Linked DNA regions of Capsicum annuum: region 2 is linked to region 1. Evidence: chromatin contacts called from public Hi-C data. All regions are on one chromosome and are shown on one strand. Each heading gives the region's core, a stretch centred on a gene start, on an enhancer-like site or on the middle of the called end of the contact. The rest is flanking DNA. Distances are from core to core; before and after follow the strand shown.

What was found. Hi-C and Micro-C count contacts between places; a contact is called where the count stands out from the background.
Region 2: a Hi-C map of placenta shows a contact between it and region 1, with 4 times the contacts expected there. The contact joins the promoter of LOC107854204 here to the promoter of LOC107854200 in region 1. A contact is called at or near these places in 2 of 5 Hi-C or Micro-C datasets (leaf and placenta).

What each region holds. Positions count from the first base shown.
Region 1 is chr9:41,670,011-41,676,719 of UCD10Xv1.1, forward strand. It overlaps LOC107854200 (BEL1-like homeodomain protein 9), which reads right to left and starts at 1,646. Exons shown (of 4, transcript XM_016699204.2): 1 at 853-1,646. The coding sequence starts at 1,455.
Region 2 is chr9:42,192,464-42,199,957 of UCD10Xv1.1, forward strand. It overlaps LOC107854204 (protein NRT1/ PTR FAMILY 5.6), which reads right to left and starts at 3,111. Exons shown (of 4, transcript XM_016699208.2): 1 at 2,878-3,111; 2 at 77-294. The coding sequence starts at 3,031.

The sequences.
Region 1 (6,709 bases), core at 396-2,895:
AAGTTATGCAATTGGAAAATATTTGGTTGAATTTAAAGATAATAGTAATAAATAAGTGGTATTTGTAAAAAGAGAATTAAAGAATTAATATTATCCTTAAAAACAAATTACACTTGAAAAAAATATTAAAATTGTACAAATATACAATTAAATCACCAATTTACGTGAAATATTCCACAAATATTAATGTACTTGCAAAATGATGATTGCTACACTTTTAACTTGCCAAAAAGACACGAGTAAATGCAAGCAAAGTCAATGGAGAAAATATGTGGTTCTACATTGATGCAGAAACAACCTAACTCTCCACCCTACCAAACATTAGTAAAAATCATTTTTTCATCAAACAGAAAAAGAACCAAGCAAGAAAATGTGAACATTAACAAACAAAAAAATTCGATCCACAAAATATTTTTCATTCACACAAAATTTGGGGAAGAGCCTCATGGTAAGAAGGTTTGTATAGATAATTTATCTTAATGCAAACATTAACTAGTGACTACTTCCACAGCACAAAAATGTAACCTCTAGATCACAATTTTAGGTAGCTCCAAGACTTCCCTTCGAAAATGTGAACATTACACTCCTAATTCAGTTATATTTTACAAAAGTATCATCATAAAAATTATAGTGGATAGATAAAAGTTCTTCACACTTATTAGAACTCTCAAGTTCGAATTTTGAAACCAAAAAAAAAAAAAAAAAAGCAATTCCGCTTTAATGGACATCAAAATTAGTTGACTTTTAAAACGATTACGGCATATAAAAAAAAGAGACAAAAAGATGAATTTTGAAATGCCAATGTTAAGAAGTCACATAACTATATGTACAAAATTATTAAGTAAAAGGTACCTCATCGAGCATTGAAATTAACCTGGTTTTCTTCTTCCCAAATTGTTCATCTCCATTACTACAAGCTTGTGGAGGATGCATCACCAAAGTAGAATCATCATCATCAACAACATAAAATTCCTTGCCAACATCACACAATTCTTCCAACAAAATTTGTGCAGGCTTCAAGAACTTTGATCTCTTCAAAATTAAAGAGTACCCCGTAAAAGGTCCTAACGGGACACAATTAGTAGTTGTAGTAATACTCTTCGATGACAAATCATTAGTATTAGCAGTACTACTACTAGCATGATGAAGAGATGACAAAGACAGAGATAAATTACCTTGACCATTTGTGTTACTATTACTATTATTATTGTGAGCTATAGTTACTGACTGATCAAGAAACCTTGGAATTTGAGGTGTATAGAGAAAAGGGTTGACATTAATTTCTTGAAAAATTGACAAATCTGAAGGTAATACAATAGATGGATCATAAAGAGGGACTTGACAATTTTGAAGTTGTAAACTACTACTATTACTATTATTATCATCAAGTAAAACTCTAAGCTTATCTCTTCTACTTTGTTGTGGGACATGGTATGGTTCAAATCCTTCAGCCATTTAATTAAACAAAGCAAAAGAAAGATAACAAGACACTACTTTTATAAAAAATAAAAAATAAAGAAGGAAGAAGATGAAAGGATAGTATAAAGAGGAAAGAGGAGGAGTGAAAATCAAGAACAGTAGTAGTGAAGAGATGTGGGTGTGATTGGATGAAGTGAAAGGCTATAGCTAGTGTGTTATTATTGGTATTAGGATTATGACAATATATATACTGATATCTATCAGTTCTGAGGTGAGGTGAAGGAGAGAGAGAAAAAGAGCAGCCGACGCACTAAAATTCTTGTTATACGTAAAATTTTGAAAACAATTTGATTATAAAAAAATTATTATACATAACTTTATTTTATATTTTATCAAAGATTATTTTTAAAATTTAAACACATAATTTTTTATCACATTATAATAATTTTACGAATTAGTTCAAAATTCTCTTTACTAGAGAGTGAGAGAAAAGAAAGCAAAGACAATCAAATCACCTAGGTCGAGAGAAAACACTGTTACACTCACTCATATAGAGATTAGGGGGTAGTTGTGGAATGTGCACTTCAGAGCAAACCTGCAAATAGGTAGAGGCACTGCCAATTGCGAAATGAACACACAAACGTCTTTTTAATATTATCTATGTTTTTAATTTGGTTACAAATAGACCATTGAAAGGGGTTCAATCGTGATTAAGTGTTCAATAGAATTTAACAATTTAAAATTTAAAAAGTATAAATAATTACGTATTCAAAACTAGATTTTCTAGACAACTAAATAAGAAGTTAAGTGTGAAATATATTTAACACAAGAAATTTTATCATAAAAAAATTTCTTGTTTAAAGAGGTAAAAAATCCCTCATTAGAGATAGTAGTATGGATTGTTTACACTCTACCCTCTTCAGATTTCACTATATGACAATATACTGGATTTGTTGTCGTTGTTGTTGTTGAAAGAAATAAAAAATCATTACCTACCTTTGTAGAATTTATCACAGTTTTTACTAAAAATTCAAACAATTTTAGTTTACAATCTCTAATCAAAAGGACTAACTCCTTAGTATCTTACTCTTCCTCGTTGCAACTGCCCCTTAAACGATTCTGCTCTAACGTTAAAATTGTTTATAACTCGAGAAACAAATTGTTAAATTCATGACTCGAATTTTGTTAATCCGGCCCAGAAAATTTCGTGGTGCGATCCATGTTTGTGATTTTTAATAGGGTCTGTGGTGCGACCCATGTTTGTGATTTTCTGGGTTGCACCTTATGTTTTTGGGCCTAGGACTTACTTGTATGCACGTATTATATAAGTGCATTTAGTGGGTTGTTTTGGGTATTCTGAAAATACGCACATTTTTCACATTGTACTCCTCACCTTTTATAGTGAAATTCTTCTGCCTCTGCCCATGTTTTTCCCCGTAAGGGTTTCCACGTAAATCTGCATGTTGTTCTAGTTTTTCTTTTACTTGTGGTTTGCTTAATTCTGCCTGATTCTAACAAACTGGTATCAAAGCTAGTTCGATTGTTTTCTCGGGGATGGCAACCATGAAGTATGATATTCTGTTGTTGGATTGCAATACCAGATTTTTGTTCTAACAAGTTAAGATGCGGGTTGTGCTCGCGCAGATAGATTTGGACGGTGCTTTATTAGGGTTTGAGAAGATGCCCTCATCATGGACAGACGACGACAAATGACGTAAGGATCGAAAGGCTCTATCTTAGATCCGCCTTCATTTATCCCATCAGATTCTACATGATGTTTTAAAGGTGACCACAACCGCTGTGTTGTGGTTGAAACTGGAACCGTTATGTATGACAAAGATCCTAACAAGTAAGTTGCATCTTAAGTAACGACTTTATTCCCATCGTATGTCCTTGGGTGCGTCCTTGAAGGATCACCTATCTGTATTTAAGGAAATCGTCTCTGATTTAAAGACTCAAGAGGTTAAGTATGATGAAGAAAATCTAGGGTTAATTTTGTTGTGTTCGATGCCTGCATCATTCAAGATATTTAGGGATATAATTTTATATAGTCGTGATATCCTGACGATTGATAAAGTCTATGATGCGTTATTCTCTTAGGAGAAGATGAAACATCTTGTGAATGGATCGAAGACTCAAGGAGATGGTCTTATTGTCGAGGAAGGATTCGTGAGAGGAATTATGGGGGTGATGATAGGTTTAGCTCCAAATCCAAAAATAGAAACAAAATCTATAATTACTGCAAGAAGAAGGGCCATATCAAAACTGAGTGTTGGAAGCTCTAGAATAGAGAGAAAAGAGAAGGTCCAAAATTGAAGAAAAACCAACCAGAGAAGTTCGGTGAAGCCAGTTTTGTGGAACATGGCGATAGTGATGGAGAACACTTAGGAGTTTCTGATGGTAACTCTAAACCGTGTGAGGATTTGATTCTTGATTTAACTTGTACATTTCATATGTGTCGTAATCGGGATTGGTTTACAATATATGAAACAATCTCTAAAGGTGCTGTGTTAATGGGAAATAACACACCTTATAAGATAGCTGGTATTGGAATAATCTGGATCAAAATATTTGATGGGGTTGTGAGGACACTTGGTAATATGCGGTATGTCCCAGACCTGAAGAGAAATCTTATTTCCTTGAGTACCCTTGATTCGAATGGTTATAGGTACACTGATGAAGGTGGAGTCCTAAAGGTTACTAAAGGTGCTCTTGTTGTGATGAAGCGACATAGAAAGTCTGCAAATTTTTATGTCCTGTAATGCTCTACTATTATAGGTGATGCAACTATTTCTACCTCTTTTCTATCAGAAAGTGATGCTACTAAACTTTGGCATATTCGCCTGGGGCATATGAGTAAAAATGGGATGGCTGAACAAAATAGGAGAAGAGTTCTTGATAGACAGAGTATAACCAAATTGGAGTTCTGTGAGCACTGCATTTTTGGGAAGCAGAAGAGAGTTAGATTCATTAAAGCCATCCATTCAGCTAAGGGCACATTGAATTACATTTATTCAGATCCTTGGGGTCCTTCTAGAGTACCTTCTAGAGGAGGTGCGAATTACTTATTGACTATTATTGATGACTATTTCAGAAAAGTTTGGGTGTTCTTCCTGAAGCAAAAGAATGATGTGTTACCTGTTTTCAAGGAGTGGAAGATTATGATTGAAAAATAAACAGGGAAGTAGGTAAAACGCCTTCGGACTGATAATGGTCTAGAGTTCTGTTATAATGAATTTAATGCTCTATGCAAGTTGGAAGAAATTGTGAGGCACTTGACAGTTCATCAAACTCCGCAGTAGAATGGTGTGGCTAAACGAATGAATAGGACTATAATGGAGAAGGTGCATTCTATTCTCTCTAATGCTGGTTTACCCGTCTTTTTGGGCTTAAGCTGCTTCCACAACTTGTCTTCTTATTAACCACTCTCTCTCAGTCGTGATTGATAAAAAGACTCCATAAGATATATGGTCTAGTACTCCTGCTAGCTATTCTGATTTGAGGATATTTAGATGTCTTGCGTATGCTTATTTTGATAATGGAAAGTTGGAACCTAGCTCTGTCAAGTGCTTATTTATGGGTTATAACCCTAGTGTTAAAGGTTATAACCTTTGGTGTCCAAAAAGCAAAAAGGTTATAATTAGCAGGGATGTTGTGTTTGATAAAACTACCATGCTTCAGGCTTTCTTCGAATCTAGTGCTTCGCCCCCAGATGAGCTTAGTGATATGAGTCAGCAAAATTCAAGCACCCATGTTGAATTGCAGATTGGAGCAGAGTCTACACCAGTGCCTACTTTTCAATCTACCCAGAGATACAAAGTGATACTATTTCTTCTTCACCATTAGTGGTGCCACAATATTCTATTGCTAAACACAGGCCTAAAAAGGATATTAGACCTCTTCAGAAGTATGTTGAAGATAATTTTGTTGCTTATGCATTGAGTATAGCAGAAGGTATTGATTTCGATGAAGATCCTTCTTCTTACTCAGATGCAGTTAGTTGTAATGATTCTGGCCGATGGATGATTGCTATGCAAGAGGAGATGGAATCACTTCATAAAAATGGCACATAGGATCTGGTGAGATTGCCTAAAGATAAGAAAGCTGTGTGCTACAAGTGGGTATTAAAAAAAAGGAACATCGAGAGTTGAAGATCTAGGTACAAAGCAAGACTAGTTGCTAAAAGTTACCGTCAGGTTCCAGGTATTAACTTTATAGATGTGTTTTCTCCAGTTATAAAACATAGTTTGATTCGATCATTGCTTGGTATTGTGACCATGCATAATCTTGAGATTGAGCAGTTAGATGTCAAAACTGCATTCTTATATGGACAACTTGAAGAGGACATCTATATGCAGCAATCAGAGGGCTTTGTAGTCTCAGGAAAGGAGGACTTTGTATGCTTGTTGAAAAGGTCTCTTTATGGCTTAAAGTAGTCGCCCAGGCAGTGATATAAGAGGTTTGACTCTTTTATGATCTCTCATATATTTTAGAGGAGCAGCTATGATAGTTGTGTCTACTTCAAGGAGGTAAGTGATGGTTCATTCGTGTATCTTTTCTTGTATGTTGATTGCAGCAAAGGATATGAGAGATATAATAAAATTCAAAGCCCACCTCAGTAAGTAGTTCGATATGAAGGATCTAGGAACAGTAAAGAAGATTCTTGTAATGGAGATTCTGAGGGATAAAAATAATTATAATTTATACTTGAGTCGGAAAAGGTATATTGAAAAAGTGCTTCACAGGTTCAATATGCAAAATGCCAAGCCTGTTAGTACTCCATTAGCAGCTCACTTCAAACTCTCGGCACTTTATCTCCAAAGATAGATGATGAGCGTGACTATATGTCTCAAGTTCCATACTCAGTTACCATCGGGTCTATTATATATACGATGGTGTGTTCCCAACCAGATTTATCTTATGTTGTTAGTGCAGTTAGTAGATACATGATAAATCCTGGCAAAGAACATTGGAAAGCAGTTCAGTGGATTTTCAAATACTTGCATTGATCTGCTGATGTTTGTTTGCAGTTTGGGCGAAACAGAGATAGAGTAATCGGGTATGTTGATTCTAATTTTATAGGAGATCATGATAAAATAAGATCCCTTATAGACTATGTTTTCACTATTGGTGGTTATGCTATTAGTTGGAAAGCTACCTTACAAACTACGGTTGCTTTGTCAACTACTGAGGCAGAGTATACGACTATTACAGAGGATTTTAAGAAAGCTATTTTGTTGAAGGGTCTGTTTGGTGAACTTAGCAAAGACTTATAGATCACTACAGTCTT
Region 2 (7,494 bases), core at 1,861-4,360, 520 kb after region 1:
TTCTAGTGGCACTTGTTGTAGTCTATTTAGTATATACGAATATCTCAAAATGTGATCACTGAAGAACTGTGATTACCAGGAGGTAGACAATAGTTGAAGCAAGAACTGTGTAAAATCTGCCCAAGTATGCATCAGCCACAAATCCTCCTAGCAGTGGCATCAAAGTGGTGACTCCTGTCCAGTAGTTAACACTTTTCGCTGCAGTTTTGAGGTCTTGATGAATTACCTTTGTTAGGTATATGATCAAACTTGTAGCTATTCCAAAGTAACTCAACCTCTCACTAAATTCAATTGCTGTAACATTCAAGCACAACTCATAAGTTTTCTCCACTTACATATAATACAGAACCTGAGGGCTATAGCTCAGTTGGTAGCGCAACTTGTTTACACACGCGCCAAAGGTAATGAAAAAATTTATGGAACTGACAGAACGAAGCAGATGCAAAAGGAATTCAAACACAAACGACAGGATAATTGGCCTACATAATGGAAAGATGTGACAAAATCTACGAACTTATTGACCCTTAGGCCCAAGTATCATATTTGATTATTTACTAACTTGTCCTTTTGATTATGCTTCACTTGAGCCAAGGGTTTATCGGAGACAACCTCTTTACCTTTATAAGATTGGGGTAAGATTGCATACTATATACTACCTCCACAGACTAACTGGTAGGATTGTACTGCTATTTTATTGTTGTCGTTGTTGAGACCAAGTATCATATTTGATTGTTTACCAATATCATCATCTGGAAGATGCAGTCGACTCTTCCATAATATTTAACCAAGTCAAATCACATATAATTGCGGTTGATTATGGTGGTAATTAACTTTTTCATAAAGCTATATTTAGTGGCATTAGTTTTGCTTTTTCACTTATAAGATATGATATTTAATATGAATATAGAGAGAGAATAAAATGGTTGCTTCTTATGTATTACTTGTCTTAGGTTTTAGGCCACTAGGGAATGGAATCTAGGACAATTGCAGTAGCAAGTGGAATCATGCTTTGGAACTAATGCTGTGAACATAGTTTTTGTGATATTTTAGTGATCATAAATTTCTTTTCACTTAGTCAATCAACCTCAGAATAAAGGAAAGGATGTTAACAGAGAACCAATGACTTACCAAACTTTGATCAAGTTATCAAAAAAGTGTATTTCTTGATAACTACAGTCTACAGTGTCCCAAAAGTGATCAAAGAATTTTTTTTAGTGGCTCTCATTAAACAGGATTTTTTTCTCAAAAGGGTGTTATTCCACTGACTAATCAAGGTTTATGGGTTGGGGAGACTAATTCAGTAGCCGTTTGACCATAAAAATTATTTACTTTTTTTGTAAAAAGTTTTTACTTTAGTGAAAAATAAAAATATTATGTGTTGTGTTTGACCATGAGAATTCCAAATTGTATTTGAAAAAATGAAAACAACTAAAACTTTTTTCACTCCTACTTCTCTCACGAAATTTCAAAAATAACTCAAATTTATATTCATGGTCAAATACAACTATAACTCCAACTTCAACTCCGGAAAATTATGATTTTCATGGTCAAACGGGGTCTTAGTATTTCCTCCGTTTTAATTTATTTGTGTTACTTTTTATTTTCATTCGTTTTAAAAAAGAATATTTCTTTTTGTGAATTCTTCAATTCTAATTTTTTATACTCCCTCCGTTTCAAAAAAAAAAGGATGACCTACTTTAACTTGGCATAAAATTTAATAAAATAAAGAAGATTTTGAATCTTGTGGCCTTACATTAAAGTTGTGTCAAATGTATCAAAATGTCCTTTAATTTTGTGTTCCTAAACATGCCATGTGAAAAGTTGAAATTAAAGTATTGCAAAAAAAATGAAAGGGATCATTCTTTTTTAAGCGGACTAAAAAGGAAAGTGGGTAATTATTTTTTAAACGAAGGGAGTATAACATATTTAAGATCTTAAAATTAAAAGATATTTTGGTATATTTAATATTTTTTTAATTCAAGATTATAATATTGAAAAGTTTTTTTTACTTTCTTGAACTTTGTGTTAAGTCAAAACCATATAAACCAATTGAAATGGACGGAGTCGGATTTAACTTAATAGAAGTGCAATTTATTTGTCTTATTGTTCAAGTTACCACATGTAATTATAAACAACTTTTACACTGTTGATGTATAGAAGTTAAATTCATCTGAGTATGCGAAAGAGCTTAACAGAAAAAAACAAATCAATGCAACAACGTTAGGAAATATCATGAAATTCCCAGAATATGTCATATTTTCTGTTGAAGGGATTGAGTTGAACCAAAAAAAGATTGTAAGGCATATTATAGGAGAAGATTTCTTATAGTAAGCGCATCTTGAGTGCTTCACATGCACTTGCCTTACTAATGGAAATTGCTTTTTTCCATTAAAGATCAAACATCAGCCAGATTTTTAAAACCTTCGTAAAATATTGCTACACAATCAAGTCAGATAAAAGGTAAATAAAGGTAACAACCTTAACAAGAGAAATTAGTACATTGACAGATAAGTAGAGTCGAGGGGTTTCATTCAAACCCTCTTCAATGAAAAATTACACTATTCATACCTGGTTAAATTATATTTTATGGATATACTATATGTTGAACTTTCTTTGACTTTTTTGTATGTTTACTACTACATATTTTGAACCCCTCATAAAAAATTCTTTCGCCAGTGCTATCAGTGAAGGTAAGATAAATACATATGTAATAACTTTTACCAGTTCTTTTAATACTTACTTTAGCCTTGTAACTTAGGACAAAATTTTGCACAACGAAACAGAATTTGTATACATTTTATTCTTGATCATTGAAATTTAAAGAAAAAATGGAGACTTTTATGTGTTTGTGACATTTCTTAGATGTATTTTTCTTACCAATAATCAAGAAAGATGCTTTCCAACCACCAGTTGAAGCTCTGAGAGGAACTCTGCCTTTGTAATCAACAGAAGAGTCATACACCCATTTTTGCTCATCAATTTCAGTTGCTTTATTCATCTTTATCTCATCCATCTCAACATTCTTCTCCATTTCTCTGAGATAATAAAAGAAGATATATTGTTGTTTATTAACTTGGCAGCTTTTATTCTACTTATATAGAGGAGAGGAATCCCCTGCTGACTTTCTTGAGATTAGAAGAGCCAAAAGAATATAATTAAAATGACAGTTCGGGGCATAAAATATTCTGTGTTAATAGAGTTCAGAAAAATGTCGCATCCAAAGAGTGTGATGCAGACAACTTATTGTAACGGTAACATTAGTGGTAGCTTCGGTGGCTCGAATCCAGTGGCGGATCTAGGATTTTTGTTCAGGGGGTTCGATATATAAAGAAGTAAGCGTATAAAAAACTACATTATAAAAACAAAGTAGATATCCGCTAAACTTTAACCTTCCTTATCATGCCCTCATAACTTTTTCTTACTTTCGCAGTTTGATTTTATTTTTTAATTTTTCTTTTTTAAATTAAACCTCTACAAAAAAAATAAGGTTCTTAAAAATGTGTAAGTATTGAATTATTATATTATAATATATATTTAGTACTTCAAAATAAAAATAAAAATTATTGAACAACTTCAATATTAACATGTTGAATGTAAATTATAATTCAAAAAAACGAACTATGTAATTCGATAATATAATATGAAAAAGTTGAGAAATCCAATTTTTTTGTAAACTATATAAAACTAGTCAAATAGATGAAATTATTTTGAACAAATGTGGCATAAAATGTATAAAAAGAGATATGCATAGTATGTTTTTTATTTTTGGAGGGGGAATTGAAAATTATATAAATTTAGCTATAATTTTAAACTAGTACTGAGAGCATCAAAAAATATTACATTGAAATACTTTTCGTTCCAACTAAGTAAAAATTTTATACAAAATATTTTAGACCCAATATTTATCCTTAAAAAAAAAAAATAAGTCTTAAAATATTACATACACACAAATGAATTAAATGGGCTAACTAATTTGTATTAATCAGGCCCAATTGTCAATTAGAGTGAAAAGGGCCCAAGCTAGGTGTGAGGAGGAGGAAAAACTTTCACAAAACTAAAACAACAGCTCCAAGGAGGAATCGAACCTGCGACTTTAGCATTAAAGTGAACCCCCTTAACCATTGAGCTATGCCTTACAGTTATGTAGAAAGGGTTCATTAAAGCCATTATAGCCGTATAATTCAAAATTTGACTTATGTATATATAATGTAATTTTTTGGTTGAGGGGGTTTGGGCCCTCACTTCAACATAGACCTACCCCTGCTCGAATCCAAAACCTATAGGCCAGACGGATATTACTTTACCATTGCTCGAGGATTCCCATATACCAAAAGAATATAGTAGTAAAAAGGATAGTCTGATGTATAAAATATTGTATTAGCAGGGTGTGGAGAAGATGTAAAAATATTAAAGTAGATTTTTTGGAATCATAGATTTCTAGTTAAGTTTCTAGAATAGTCTAGTGAGTGTTAATAGAGTTCGGGAAAATGTCGCATCCAAAGAGTGTGATGTAGACAACTTATTGTAACGGGAACATTAGTGGTAGCTTCAATGGCTCGAATTCGAAACCTATAGGCCAGACGGATATTACTTTACCGTTGCTCCAGTAGTCCCATATACCAAAAGAATATAGTAGTAAAAAGGATAGTCTGATGTATAAAATATTGTATTAGTAGGGTTTGGAGAAGATGTGAAAATATTAAAGTAAATATTTTGGAATCATAGATTTCTAGTTAAGTTTCTAGAGTCTAGTGATTGAATATCATAGGTTCTTATAGAATGTCCTAATGTTGTGTCTTGAATAAGTATCTTGTAGAATGATCTAGATACTCTACAGTTGTGATAGAAAATAAAGGTCATTAGATTTTTCTTGAAGAATTATCTAGAAGATTTTTTAGAACCATCCTACACAAGCATAAATAGGGATGACATTAGGCATTTGTAACCAACCGAAAAAAAAAATTTAATCCAAGAAGTCTTCCTCAATAACAAAGTTTCTCTTTCATATCTTCTTCTTCTTTAGTTTAATCTTCTGATCTTAGTTAACGATCTTGATCTAGCAAAAGGTCTCTCCAACTATATCTTTCTTCTGCTATTCTCTACATTGTACCAGAGCCAAAGTCATAGATTGACTTGTCTTTATTTCAAGATCAGGGTTGTGGTCGATTCAACTAATTTATGTGAATAGATTTAGGCGATCGTGTTAATAGACTGAAAATGGAGTTGTTGAATCAATCCAATTACAAGGTATGGATCATATGTATGGAATCATACTTGTGATAAGCGAGAATTTGTGGGATGTTGTTAACGGGAACACAAGTTTTCCGGACGATGGACCAGAGAATAGTAGCTCACACAAGAAGTAGAAGCAAATTAATACAAAGACGGATTTCATTCTGAAGAGACCCATCTCCTCCAGTTTATTCAATCATATTATAAGGTGCAAATCAACCAATGAAATATGGAGGACCCTCGATTAGTTATTCAACAAGAAGAATGAAGCTCGGGTACAGATATTGAAGAATGAATTGGATAACGCCAAGCAAGGTAATCTTTCTATTTTCGAGTACTTTTTAAAGATTAATAAATTATGTTCTGAAATTTCTTTATTGAATACGGACGAGACTATTTCTGAAGCACGAATGAGAAGAATTATCATTCATGGTTTGAAATTAGAATATATTCCCTTTGAGACATCAATTCAGGGATGGGCTAAACAACTATCCCTGGAGGAATGTAAGAATTTGTTGTCGTCCCGGGAGTTACTAGCCAAACAATTGGTTGGTGAATTTGTCAAACAAAAGAAAGAAAATGCTATTATAGCTGACAAGAGGAACGTTAAAGAAAAAATAAGAGATATACTTCATTCTCGATTCTCAGGTGGTTCAAGCTCATTTGAAAAGAAGGAAGATACTTTTAAGAATTGTAAAAAACCTCTTAGATGTTATTGGTGTGGCAAAGCAGGACATATAAGAAGATATTGCCAAGCCACGTAGAGCAATATGACTCATATTAAAAAAGTTATTGAAGAAGAAAAAGGCTGAGAAAAATGCTTAGGAGTTGAGAGTTGAGCAATAAATGCTTTGGCTTGCATAAATTTGAAAAGAGATCGGATCGAAGATAATGCAATCCATTATAGAAAGAAGGAAAACACTAATAAGAAGCAAGAAAAAGTTGAAGACGTTCAGACTGGAGACATGAAAGCTGCTATCGAAGAAATCAAAGAAGTAGATCCCGAATTAGACATAAAAATTTGAATGTGAAAGATATTGAAGTAGATTCTAAGAAGACAGTGTTTGAAAATCAATATGTTAGTGATGACTTTATCGGAGAAAGCATTAAGGAAGATATAATGGAAGTTAAAGTCCCTAGTCAATTATATGTCGAATCAAGGTCAGTCGCTGGTTCAGATCAAATATTAAAAATTGATGAAAAAGCTAAAAATCTAATGAACGATGAATTTGAAAGTAAAGCCTCAATTTCAGATGGAGAGTCATACAATATGACTAGAGAGCTAGAAATGGAATCTAGTGATGGATCTTGTTATAATACTGAGGATTCACAAAAAATTAATGATCTAAAATCTTAAATCCTAAAACTTTAAATTTTTCCATCACATGTGTGACTCCAGATATTGAAGGCGTGAAGGAGTTCAGAGAAAGAGGGAGCTTGAGAATCCAATATCATAAAACTCAACAAGATGATGATTCATATGGTTCGCAAAGGCCAAAAAGGACTATTGCTAAGTCAATCCGCTACAAAGATGAAAATTTTGTCAATACATGCATATTCTTGTTTCTTCGCAGAGCCGATCAGTAATGGAAAATCTTTATCATTTGAAGAAGAAAGGGGATTCACGCAAGAACTGCTAAGATTTTTAATAAGACGTGGTTCAAAATTTCGTTTGAGTTCTTCCGCGAGTAACTTTCAAAAAATCACTTTAAGGAAAGTGTGAAAATATTAAAGTAAATTTTTTGGAATCATAGATTTCTGGTTAAGTTTCTACAATAGTCTAGTGACTGAATATCATAGGTTCTTTTAGAATGTCCTTATGTTGTGTCTTGAATAAGTATCTTATAGAATGATCTAGATACTCTAGAGTTGTGATAGAAGATAAAGGTCATTAGATTTTTCTTAAAGACTTATCTTGAAGATTTTTTAGAACCATCCCTACACAAGTATAAATAGGAATGACATTAGACATTTGTAACTATCCAAAAAAAACTATCCAATCCAAGAAGTTTTCCTCCATAACAAAGCTTCTCGTTCATAGTTTCCTCTTCTTTAGTTGAATCTTCCAATCTTAATTAACGATCTTGAGCAAGCAGAAGTCTCTCCAACTACCCCTTTCTTCTGCTATTCTCTACAGAAGAGTCACACCTCAAACATTTTGTGTTACAACTTACAAGGGTTTGGAAAAGAGTTTCACCTCAAGGGTGTGATGTAAACAACCTATCCTAATGTTATTATAATGGTAATAGTAGTAGCTCCCAC